Regions from separate parts of the Mus musculus genome. Here all the other regions are linked to region 2. A link is a contact called in public HiChIP or PLAC-seq and promoter capture Hi-C data. All regions are on one chromosome and are shown on one strand. The core of a region is the stretch at or near the end of the contact, and the rest is flanking DNA. Distances in the headings are between cores, read along the strand shown. Region 1 holds the start of 2410003L11Rik (RIKEN cDNA 2410003L11 gene). Region 2 holds the start of Mrpl45 (mitochondrial ribosomal protein L45). Region 3 holds the start of Scrn2 (secernin 2).

Region 1 (3,241 bases), core at 67-2,566, 280 kb before region 2:
CTACAGATCAGCATAGTTTACGAGAGGCAGAGGCAGGTCGGTCTCTACAGATCAGCATAGTTTACACACTGAGTTGTAGACTAGCCAGGGATACGTAGTTGTAACCCGAAGGCTTTTCCATGTACGCCCCAGTTGCCGAACAATGACATGGAGGCTTATTTTCTTCTTCTTCTTTTTTTGTTTGGTTGTTTGTTTTTTGAGACAGGGTTTCTCTGTGCAGCCCTGGCTGTCCTGGAACTCACCCTGTAGACCAGGCTGGTCTCGAATTCAGAAATCTGCCTGCCTCTGCCTCCCAAGTGCTGGGATTAAAGGCGTGTGCCACCACTGCCCGGCTGGAGGCTTATTTTCATTTACGATGATTATGGCCTTAGTTTAGGCTTGCTCCCCAACTAGCTCTTAAATTAACTCATTTATACTAAGTTCGGCCACATGGTTGGTTTCCTCTCCTTGCATCATAAGCCTGACTTCCTTCTTGGTGGCGGGTCTTCCGGTACTTGACTTTCCCAGAGTTCCTCTCTCTGCGCTGGATGACCCACCCTCTCTATTCTACCTTCTCCTATAGGCCATAGGCTTTTTATTTTGACCAATCAGAAGGTGCCTTAGGCAGGCAAGGAAGGACAGAGACACATCTTCACACAATGTACAAAAATATCACTCTAACACAGTGAGACCCCGTTTAAAACAAGAGAAAACAACACCCAAATGCCAGCGGAATGACACAGTCAATGAAGTGCTTGCCTTACAAGTCTGAAGCCCGTTAGTTTCCCCAACCCCCGGCAGAACACGAGCAAGATGGCGTGCACGTCCAGTCTCCGCCCCATGTAGCTTCCAGCTAGCTTAGCCCACTTGGGGACACTCCAGGCTTGTGAGACTGTTTCAAACAAACAAAAAAGCAGAAAAGTGTATAATCATATCGTCCAAGGTTATCCTCTGACCTCCGCACATGTGCATTAACATACCTGCACAGATATGCACACAACCCATGTGCAAATAAGCATATACACAAAAATAAAAACAAACGACGCCCCAAGAGAGGGGTCAGCAAGTGAAGACTCTTGCCACCAAGCCAGAGGACCCTAGTTTGGGATCGCCAGGAAGTGTCTTAGCTAACTACTATTCTGTCGCATCGAGACCAAACGCCATGACTACGGTAACTTACGTAAGAAAGCATTTAGTCTGGGGCTCATGATTCCGGAGGGCAGCAGAGTTCATGACCATCGTCTGGAGAAGCATGGAAACAGGCAAGCATGGCTCTAGAGCAGGAGCTGAGAACTTATGTTGAGACAGCAGCCATCAAGGAGACAAGACAGCTAACTGGGTGGGAAAGGCTCTGGGTTTTGAAATCTCAAAGCCAGCTGCCAATGACCCACCTCCTACAGCAAGGCCACACCTCCTAATCCCTCCCAGAAGTCAGCCCAAACTCAGACAAAGCATTCAAATATATGAATCCATGAGGACCCTTCTCACTCAAACCACCACAGGAGAGAACTGCCTTTTCAAGTCCTCTGACCTCTATGCACACACACACACACACACACACACACACACACACACACACACACGGAGTTGGAGAGATGGCTCAGCGGTTTAGAGCACGGACTGCTCTTCCAGAGGTCTTGAGTTCAATTTCCAGCAACCACATGGTGGCTCCCAACCATCTGTAAGAGGGATCTGATGCCCTCTCCTGGTGTGTCTGAAGACAGCAGTGGTGCACCCGTATACATAAAATAAACGCACACACAAAGTATAAATAAATACATAAATAAAAAACAGCAGCACTCAAGAAGGTATGTGCACACACAATAAATAAATGTATTTTTAAAAAGGAACAGAAAATAATTAAATTTATTTTGATATTATTATTATTACTATTTTGGCTCTTTGGTTTTTCATGACAGAATTCTTTGTGTAACTGTCCTGAAACTCACTTTGTAGATCAGTCTGGCCTCAAAATCACATATTCTCATGCCTCTGACTCCTGAGTGCTGGAATTAAAGACATGTGCTATGCTACCATGCTGACTTTATTTTTATTTAAATTGTATGTATGTATGTATGTATGTATGTATGTATGTATGTATGTATGTATGTATATAGACAGCCTTCTTCTGTGTAGCCCTGACTGTCTTGGAACTATAGACCAGGCTGGCCCCAAACTCACAGGGATCGACCTTCCTCTGCCTCCTGAGTATGTAAGCCAATAAGAATTCGACTTTTGACTTGGCAGAGGCAGGCGAATTTCTGAGTTCGAGGCCAGCCTGGTCTACAGAGTGAGTTCCAGGACAGCCAGGGCTACACAGAGAAACCCTGTCTCAAAAAAAAAAAAAAAAAAAAAAAAAGAATTCGACTTTTGATCTGCAAAATGGTTTTCTAGGATGGTTATTGGTGTTGATTCAGCTTATGAAAAATTAGGGGCAGAACTAATATAATTTTTGTTACTTTTTGATATAGGGTCTTGTGTAAGAATGGTACTGTATGCCTGTGTACTAGGGCTACCTTCTTTTTTTTTTTTTTTTTTTTTTTTAGAAATATATTAATTTATTTAAGATTAGGAGACATCTCTTTTTTCATTAATTTCTTTATTCACTTTACATCCCAAACACAGCCCCTCCTCCAATTCCACCTTCAATTTCCTCTCCCTATTATCCCCTCCCTTTCTCCTCAGAGAGGGGGAGCCCCCCTTGGGTACCAACAGGCCCTAGGACATCTAATCCCAGCAGGAGGAAAAGCCTCCCATTGAGGCCCCACCAGGCAGTCCAGCATGGGGAAGGGGATCCAATGGCAGGCCACAGAATGAACCGCAGGCTCTGCTCCAATTGTTAGGGGATCCACATGAAGACCAAGCTGCACATCTGCTACAAATATAGGGCCACTGCATGCTCTTTGGTTCGTGGTTCAGCCCCTGTGAGCCCCTGTGGGCTCGCCCAGGTTAGTTGACTCTAGATCTTCTTGTGGTATCCTTGAACAGGCATCATTTTGTTTGTTTGTTTTTGAGACAGGGTTTCTCTGTGTAGCCCTGGCTGACCTGGAACTCACCAAGCTGTTCTTGAACTCAGAAATCTGCCTGCCTCTGCCTCCCAAGAGCTGAGATCAAAGGTATGTGCCACCACTGCCCCGGTGAAGATCTTTTAAAAGAGATTTTTTTTTTGAAATTTTATTTATTTCTATGTGTATGAGTGTCTGTCCCTCATGTATGCAGTGCCTATGGAGGCCAGAAGAGTGCATTTTGGAACTGTAGTTAA
Region 2 (3,219 bases), core at 422-2,921:
GGCAAAAGGAAAGGGAGAACAGGAGTGTGTAGCTCAGCGGTAGACTGCTTGTTTAGTTCTATATCTAACCCCAAGTTCTGTAAAAACAAAACAAAATTGACTTTTTGAAATATAGTTTATAAAAGTAAATCATTACTGAGGGTGAACTTGGTGGTTCATTCTTTTTTTTAATCTTTTTAAAAAAGACTTACTTATATGAGTACACACTATAGCTGTCTTCAGACACACACACCTGAAGAGGGCATCGGATCCCATTACAGATGGTTGTGAGCCACTAATGGTAGTGAGGTTTCTGGGAATTGAACTTAGTACTTCTGGAAGAGCAGTCAGTACTCTTACCCGCTAAGTCATATCTCCAGCCCCACTTAGTGGTTAATTTATTGCTATCAATCAGAGTCTAAAGCATACACCAGACCTCTGACAATAGAGAACTGAACCAGGATCCCAGAAATAGTTCCTTACCTGTACAGGCCAAATGTATAGGGCGCTCCAACCGTTCCTGTGGAATGACCAATCCCGCTTTCCTGGCATACTCCAAAAACTCCTTCTCTGTTTTGTACTTGGGTTCAGGAGTTGGGGGTCTAAAACGGCTTTTGGTTTTAACTTGAACTACAGTTGTGGACTGAGTCACCAGAATGGGCTGGGAGATGAAAAAAAAAAGTTAGCGTATAGGTGATTTGGAAAGGATAAATCTATCTTGAGCAAACTGTTTGCAAAGTCTTATAGAAAGACATCCCATTAAAGAATGCTTCAGGAGTTATGAAATGACTATTATGGAGAAACGATATTACTTTTTGAACACCTAGGGATGGCTTTTGCCACAAGCCAATTAATAACCTGTATTCACATCAATCAACAGTAAAAACTTTCCTTTAATACATTCTGCAGTACTACTGTATACAGAGATGATTAAAGCAGAGGTCCTAGTGCCAAAGAACTTTCAGTTTAATTGTAAACCTCACTTAACCCATTTCTGAAAAGAGTGGAATGCTATTACTAAAGCATTAAACAAGATCTCCCTGGCATTTCCCCCACACTTCTGTTTTGCTTTTTCAGAAGCAAATTGCTTCTAGCTCCTAACTGACCAATAAACTTTTACGAAGTCAGGTGACCTTTTCCCTCTAGGATAAGACAAAACTCCTATCCTTTTCAAAAAAAAATTTTTTAAGAATGTAAAAGAGCTGGTTCATCTTCCAAGCCATTACTTTCCTTTTTAACATCTTCTCTCCAAAGACTAGAATTAACGTAAAGAAGCTTAATGCTCAGCCTCGTCTAGGCTGTCTAGAGAGACTTGTCTAGAGGGGATCGCATACACCTCAAATTCTTCTCCAGATGAAGTCTGACTCGTATGGTCCAAACTCAGCAACGCCCACAGCATGATTATTCCCCTCTACTCTATCCTCCTCTTTGTGTCCCTAAAAATTTCATTCGCTTCATTTCTACCCACCTGCCGAGACCACCATCCCAAAGTCCTGTATAAGGAGGACAAGCCCCGAGGTACGGGGGCCGCCATTTTGCTCGCGCAAAGGCCGCCGGGATGCTAGCCTAGCCGCAGATCACCGAGCCGGAGAAAAGGCGCAGAGGGCGGAGCGAGCTGGGGAGTGGAATTTTCCAGGGCGCGCGCCCCAGGCCGAAAGGTGAGTCGCGCGCACGCGCACGCTCTCCAGGGGAGGGGCGCGCGGGCACGCGCAGTGGGTTCGCGCGTGCGCAATGAAACCACTTTGGAAGTAGGGTAAACCGCACGGCTGTCACGCGCCAGTCGGAGACGGGGAGAGCCAGCTGCGCCTGCGCAGGAGGCTTCTGTGGGACTCTGGTTGCTGCATTCCTGGTTCCTTAACACATTGTTACACCTTATTTACAATCGGTGAAAAAAACGAAAAAGTGCTTCCCTCTGAAATCAGAAGCCTTTAAGATAAGTGTTTTCTTTCATTACAAGGAATTCACTGGAGGTATTTAGGGCGAAAATGATAGTTTCTGGGTGTGTTTCTGACCTCAAAATGCAGTATAACCTTAAACCTTTAACCAACCTAGTTTTCTATGTGAAAATTCTTTCATACCTTTCCGTTAGGGAAGCTGACCGCTGTGATTACTGAAAAGCAAAAGGCACGTGGGTTAACAAGAATCTGTCATTTCCCAAAACATATCATTTCCAAAAATACCACTTACCAAATTTGGTAATAACTGGTATTTCAAAATTGTTTACTAGGCGCCTGGCAATTTAAGCATTTTACATATATCAACTTAATCCTCACCACAAGCAATAAATATTCCTGCTTTTACATATATGGTTGGGCCAGAGATACTAAATATGTAATTCAAATTTAAACAAATAATTGGCAGAACTGAGAGTCAGGTACATAGAGTTTAACAACTCCAAAATCGCTTCACATTCAGTGGTTAAAGGAATCCCAGTGTGATAACCAGGTCATCCTGGAGCCACACAGACTATGTAACACATCCTAACCCATGTCTGCCTGGCCTCTGCTCAGTTTCTCGGCTACTGCAAGCTAATTCCCTATCAGTACCTAATATGATTTGGTTCACTCTGAGATGGATTCTTAGGTGGTCACTGTTACTTTTGATTAGCTGTTTTGGAAAATTTGAGGCATGGTGGCGCACCCCTTTAGTCCCAGCACTCGGGAGGCAGAGACAGGCAGATTTCTGAGTTCGAGGCCAGCCTGGTCTACAAAGAGAGTTCCAGGACAGCCAGGGCTACACAGAGAAAACCCTCCCTCAGAAAAATACAAACAAACAAAAACTAAAAAAGAAAATAGAAACTATAGAGATGGCTCAGGTGTTAAGAGTCCTTGCTGGGCTGGTGAGATGGCTCAGTGGGTAAGAGCACCCGACTGCTCTTCTGAAGGTCAGGAGTTCAAATCCCAGCAACCACATGGTGGCTCACAACCATCCGTAACAAGATCTGACTCCCTTTTCTGGAGTGTCTGAGGACAGCTACAGTGTACTTACATTAAATAAATAAATCTTAAAAAAAAAAAAAAAAAAGAGTCCTTGCTGCTCTGGCAGAGGACCCAAGTTCGGGTCCCAGCATCCACATGGTGACGCATATGCCCCTGTAAATCCAATTCTAGGGGATCTGATGCCCTCTTCTGGACTTTGAGGGCATTACACACATGGTACACATAAAGATAGGCAGCTAAGCATCCACACACATTTAAAAATCTCTTAAACAACAGTGAAAAGGAAATCCTATAAGGCAGA
Region 3 (3,259 bases), core at 14-2,513, 290 kb after region 2:
AGCACTCTAGGCCAAGGGAGGTCCTTTATCAGACTAGGAAGATATAAGACTGCAGCCGCCTTAGAAAGGCCTCAAGGGCAAGGCCAACAGAGACAAGCCCAATAGACTCAGGCTAGGTGGGAGGAAGTGGGGCACTGAAGAGCAGCTCTCTACCTGAGCAGGTCCATACCCAGCAGGGCTTCCCCCTGCCCCACAGGCTCTTTGGTCCACACTGCTTCGTTTCCAATGCAGACACCAAGCTCGTTGGCCCCCATCTCAGCTCCCCACAGCCAAGAGGGGCGGCTCAGAATCACAGCGTGTGTCTTCCCCACCTGTTCCACCTCGATATAGGTACACTGGAGGTAAAGAAGAGAGAGGAAGAATTCAGTGAAAAAAAAAAAAAGACCCAGAACTTACACTGCCCGGACCCTTTGTCAGCCACTTTAAATGGCCCTGAGAAAGGTCTTATTCTCAGGTCACACATAAGTAAACCGAGTTAGCAGAAGCTAACTCCACTCAAGGGTCCAGGTTGGTGGACTGGAACTCCGTACTCGTTCCACTCCATCTGCTCCCGTCCCAGGAGCAAGAAAACGAAGGTCTGGGAATAACGTCTCAACCTTCCAGCTCCTTCTAAGTCCTAACCCACCTGAAGCCGGCTCCCAGGGACGTGAGTGCCTGCTGGTATAAACACCACCTCCTGCACCTCATCTCGGGGCCGGTCTGAGTTCTTTGCAAAGATTACAGCTGGGATGGCTGAGGCCGGGGGCACAGAGACAAAACAGTCGCAGGAACAAGGGGCATCGGGGCTCGACGACGCCATCTGCGAAGAAGTGGAGATGTTCATGTCCCTCAAACCTCTCCACAGTCTTGGCCACCGGTGGGGTGCAGGGCACTCTCCTCCCCACGTGTGCACTCTGAGAAGCCTGACGCTCTGGGACAACAGCACTGTTGTCAAAGCGTGGTGTGCACTAACAATGCACTTGGCTTGGAGTCAGGCGACAGAGCAAACTCTGCAAGTTAAGAGCGTCTGTTTTGGAGTCCTAGCCCTTCCAGGCTGACTTACAGGGTAGTTTCTAGGCACTAAAGCTGGCTCCAAGAATCCCACGCTCCTGCGCATGCCCACATTCACGCGCCTCTTCCGTCCACCCCTTTCCAAGTCCTCAGTGCCTCGGTCTCTCACCCTCTCTGCATCCAAGACCCCCAGGCTCGGTTCCGGGCGCCACTTCCTCCTCTTCAGGTCAGATCTGTTCCCCTGGACCCAGGTTCTCTGGTAGGTGACCTGGAAGGCCTTTGTCCCCGGGGGCGGGGCCGGCACCGGCACAGGACACCTGCAATGTCACCGTCTTCCACGAGGGTGCGCGCTAGCTAGCACCACTTCTTAGAGCTGAGAGACCTTTCAAATCCTGCTTAAGAGTCCCGGGCTTTCTCTACAGCCTTATCAGATAAGAGTCATTAACAGGAGGTGGAGCTGAAGGAGAAAAGAAGCCCTAGTGAAAAGAAAGAATGCATAAAGTAGCCAACACTGCTGGGAGTTCTAGAGATTAAGGGAAAACTTTCACTACCTGCTTCCTGACTTGAATTTCATAAATTACGGTATTGTTTATTTTATTACTGTTTTTGTGTTTTGTTTTTTAGAGACAGGGTTTCTTTGTGTAGCTCTGGTTGTCATGAAACTTGCTCTGTAGAATAGCTTAACCTCAAACTCACAGAGATCCGCCTGCCTCTGCCTCCCAAGTGCTGGGATTAAAGGCGTGCACCACCACCGCCTGGCACTTATTTTACTAATTTTTAAAATTTGTATTTTTATAGGCTAGAGAGATAACTGGGTGCTTCAAAGCTGCCGTTGAGGAGAACATGGGTTCGAGTATCAGCTCACAGCTGTTTGTAATTCGTTTCAGTGAACCTGATGCTCTCTCTGGTCTCCATGGACTCCAGACACACATGTGATGCTCAGGCAGGCACACATACAGGCAAAACATCAAAACGCATAAAATAAGTTTTTTTTCTAAATTTTGTAAATATGTGTGTGGGGATTACATGTAGGGGAAGGCATGTGCCCACAGAAGCCAGAAGAGGGTGATCTATCCCTTGAAGCTGAAATCACAGATGGTTGTGAGCTGCCTGGCATGGGTGGTGGGAACCAAACTCAGGTCTTCTGCAAGATCAATCGTCACTCTGAACTTCTGAACCATCCTTCTGGTCCCTTTTTTATTTTTTTTATTAAAGATTTATTTATTGTATATGAGTACACTGTAGCTGTCTTCAGACACAGCAGAAGAGGACATCGGATCTCATTACAGATGGTTGTGAGCCACCATATGGTTGCTGGGATTTGAACTCAGGACCTCTGGGAGAACAGTTGGTGCTCTTAACGTTGAGCCATCTCTCCAGCCTCCCCTTTTTTATTTTCAACCTTAGATGCCATATCTTTTGAGCTGTGCACCTCGTTTTGTTGTCATTGTTGTACATATTTTACAACTTTGAGAGACTATCTGTGTGTATACATACATGTGTGCAAGTGCACACCACCATGTAGGTGTGCCTTTGTGCAGACTAGAGGTCAGCACTGGGTGTCTTCCTCGGTTGTGCTCCATCTTCTTCTCTGAGTCAGGGCCTCGGATGAAGGCCGAATCTTGTTGATTCTGCTTTGGTGGCTGGCCGGCCGGCCTGCGAGCTCAGAGAGCCTCCTGTCTCCACCTCCACAGGGCTGGCATTATAGTTCCCGTGTTGGACATGGAACCCAGGCCTTCGTGCTCATGTGGCAGGCCTGAGCCATCTCCCTGACCCCCGTGTACTCCCATGTCACAAGGAGACGTACACAAAACCCGCCTGTCTCCAGAAACCCAAGTTCAGTTCTGCCCACTAGGTGCTGAGAAAGATAACGTTGAGAAGGGGATTTAGGGATTTCTAATTGCCAAGCTGTGCTGCTTCTACCTTCTACGCACAGTGAGGAGGAGATCGGAAAGGAGAGATTTGGGCTCAGAGGGGCATGCAGGGGTGTGGAGCTGGATTCAGACTTCTTATGGTTTTGGTGTTTTCCTCTATGAATCATCTCTGCCATTGGCACTGAAGAGCATGCGCCTCACACACTTATGGTCCCATGACCTCTAGGAATTACTTGTAGGGATTACATGGAATCTGTGATGCCGCTACCATTTTAATTATTGCAATGTATAAGCACAGAAGCATGTGTGTATGTATGTGTGTGTACATGTCTGTGTGCCTGTGTGCTTGTCTGTGTCCATGTGTGCTCATATGTGTGTGTCCATGTGCACATGAG

What was found. Promoter capture Hi-C pulls out the DNA fragments that hold promoters and counts their contacts. HiChIP or PLAC-seq counts read pairs in DNA pulled down with a chosen protein or histone mark.
Region 1: a contact with region 2 is called in a promoter capture Hi-C map of embryonic stem cells, with 2.4 times the contacts expected there. The contact joins the promoter of 2410003L11Rik here to the promoter of Mrpl45 in region 2. A contact is called at or near these places in 1 of 39 promoter capture datasets (embryonic stem cells) and 2 of 115 datasets of contacts at active chromatin or transcription factors (both in embryonic stem cells).
Region 3: a contact with region 2 is called in an H3K27ac HiChIP or PLAC-seq map of trophoblast stem cells, with 10 read pairs. The contact joins the promoter of Scrn2 here to the promoter of Mrpl45 in region 2. A contact is called at or near these places in 1 of 484 Hi-C or Micro-C datasets (embryonic stem cells), 3 of 115 datasets of contacts at active chromatin or transcription factors (embryonic stem cells, pancreatic cancer cells and trophoblast stem cells) and 2 of 9 other capture datasets (adipose tissue and liver).

The regions. Positions count from the first base shown.
Region 1 is chr11:97,596,586-97,599,826 of GRCm38.p6, reverse strand. 2410003L11Rik (RIKEN cDNA 2410003L11 gene) reads right to left here and starts at 1,316. Exons shown (of 4, transcript NR_045496.1): 1 at 1,160-1,316.
Region 2 is chr11:97,314,168-97,317,386 of GRCm38.p6, reverse strand. Mrpl45 (mitochondrial ribosomal protein L45) reads right to left here and starts at 1,671. Exons shown (of 8, transcript NM_025927.4): 1 at 1,448-1,671; 2 at 463-640. The coding sequence starts at 1,513.
Region 3 is chr11:97,027,956-97,031,214 of GRCm38.p6, reverse strand. Scrn2 (secernin 2) reads right to left here and starts at 1,263. Exons shown (of 8, transcript NM_146027.2): 1 at 1,160-1,263; 2 at 626-799; 3 at 154-335. The coding sequence starts at 799.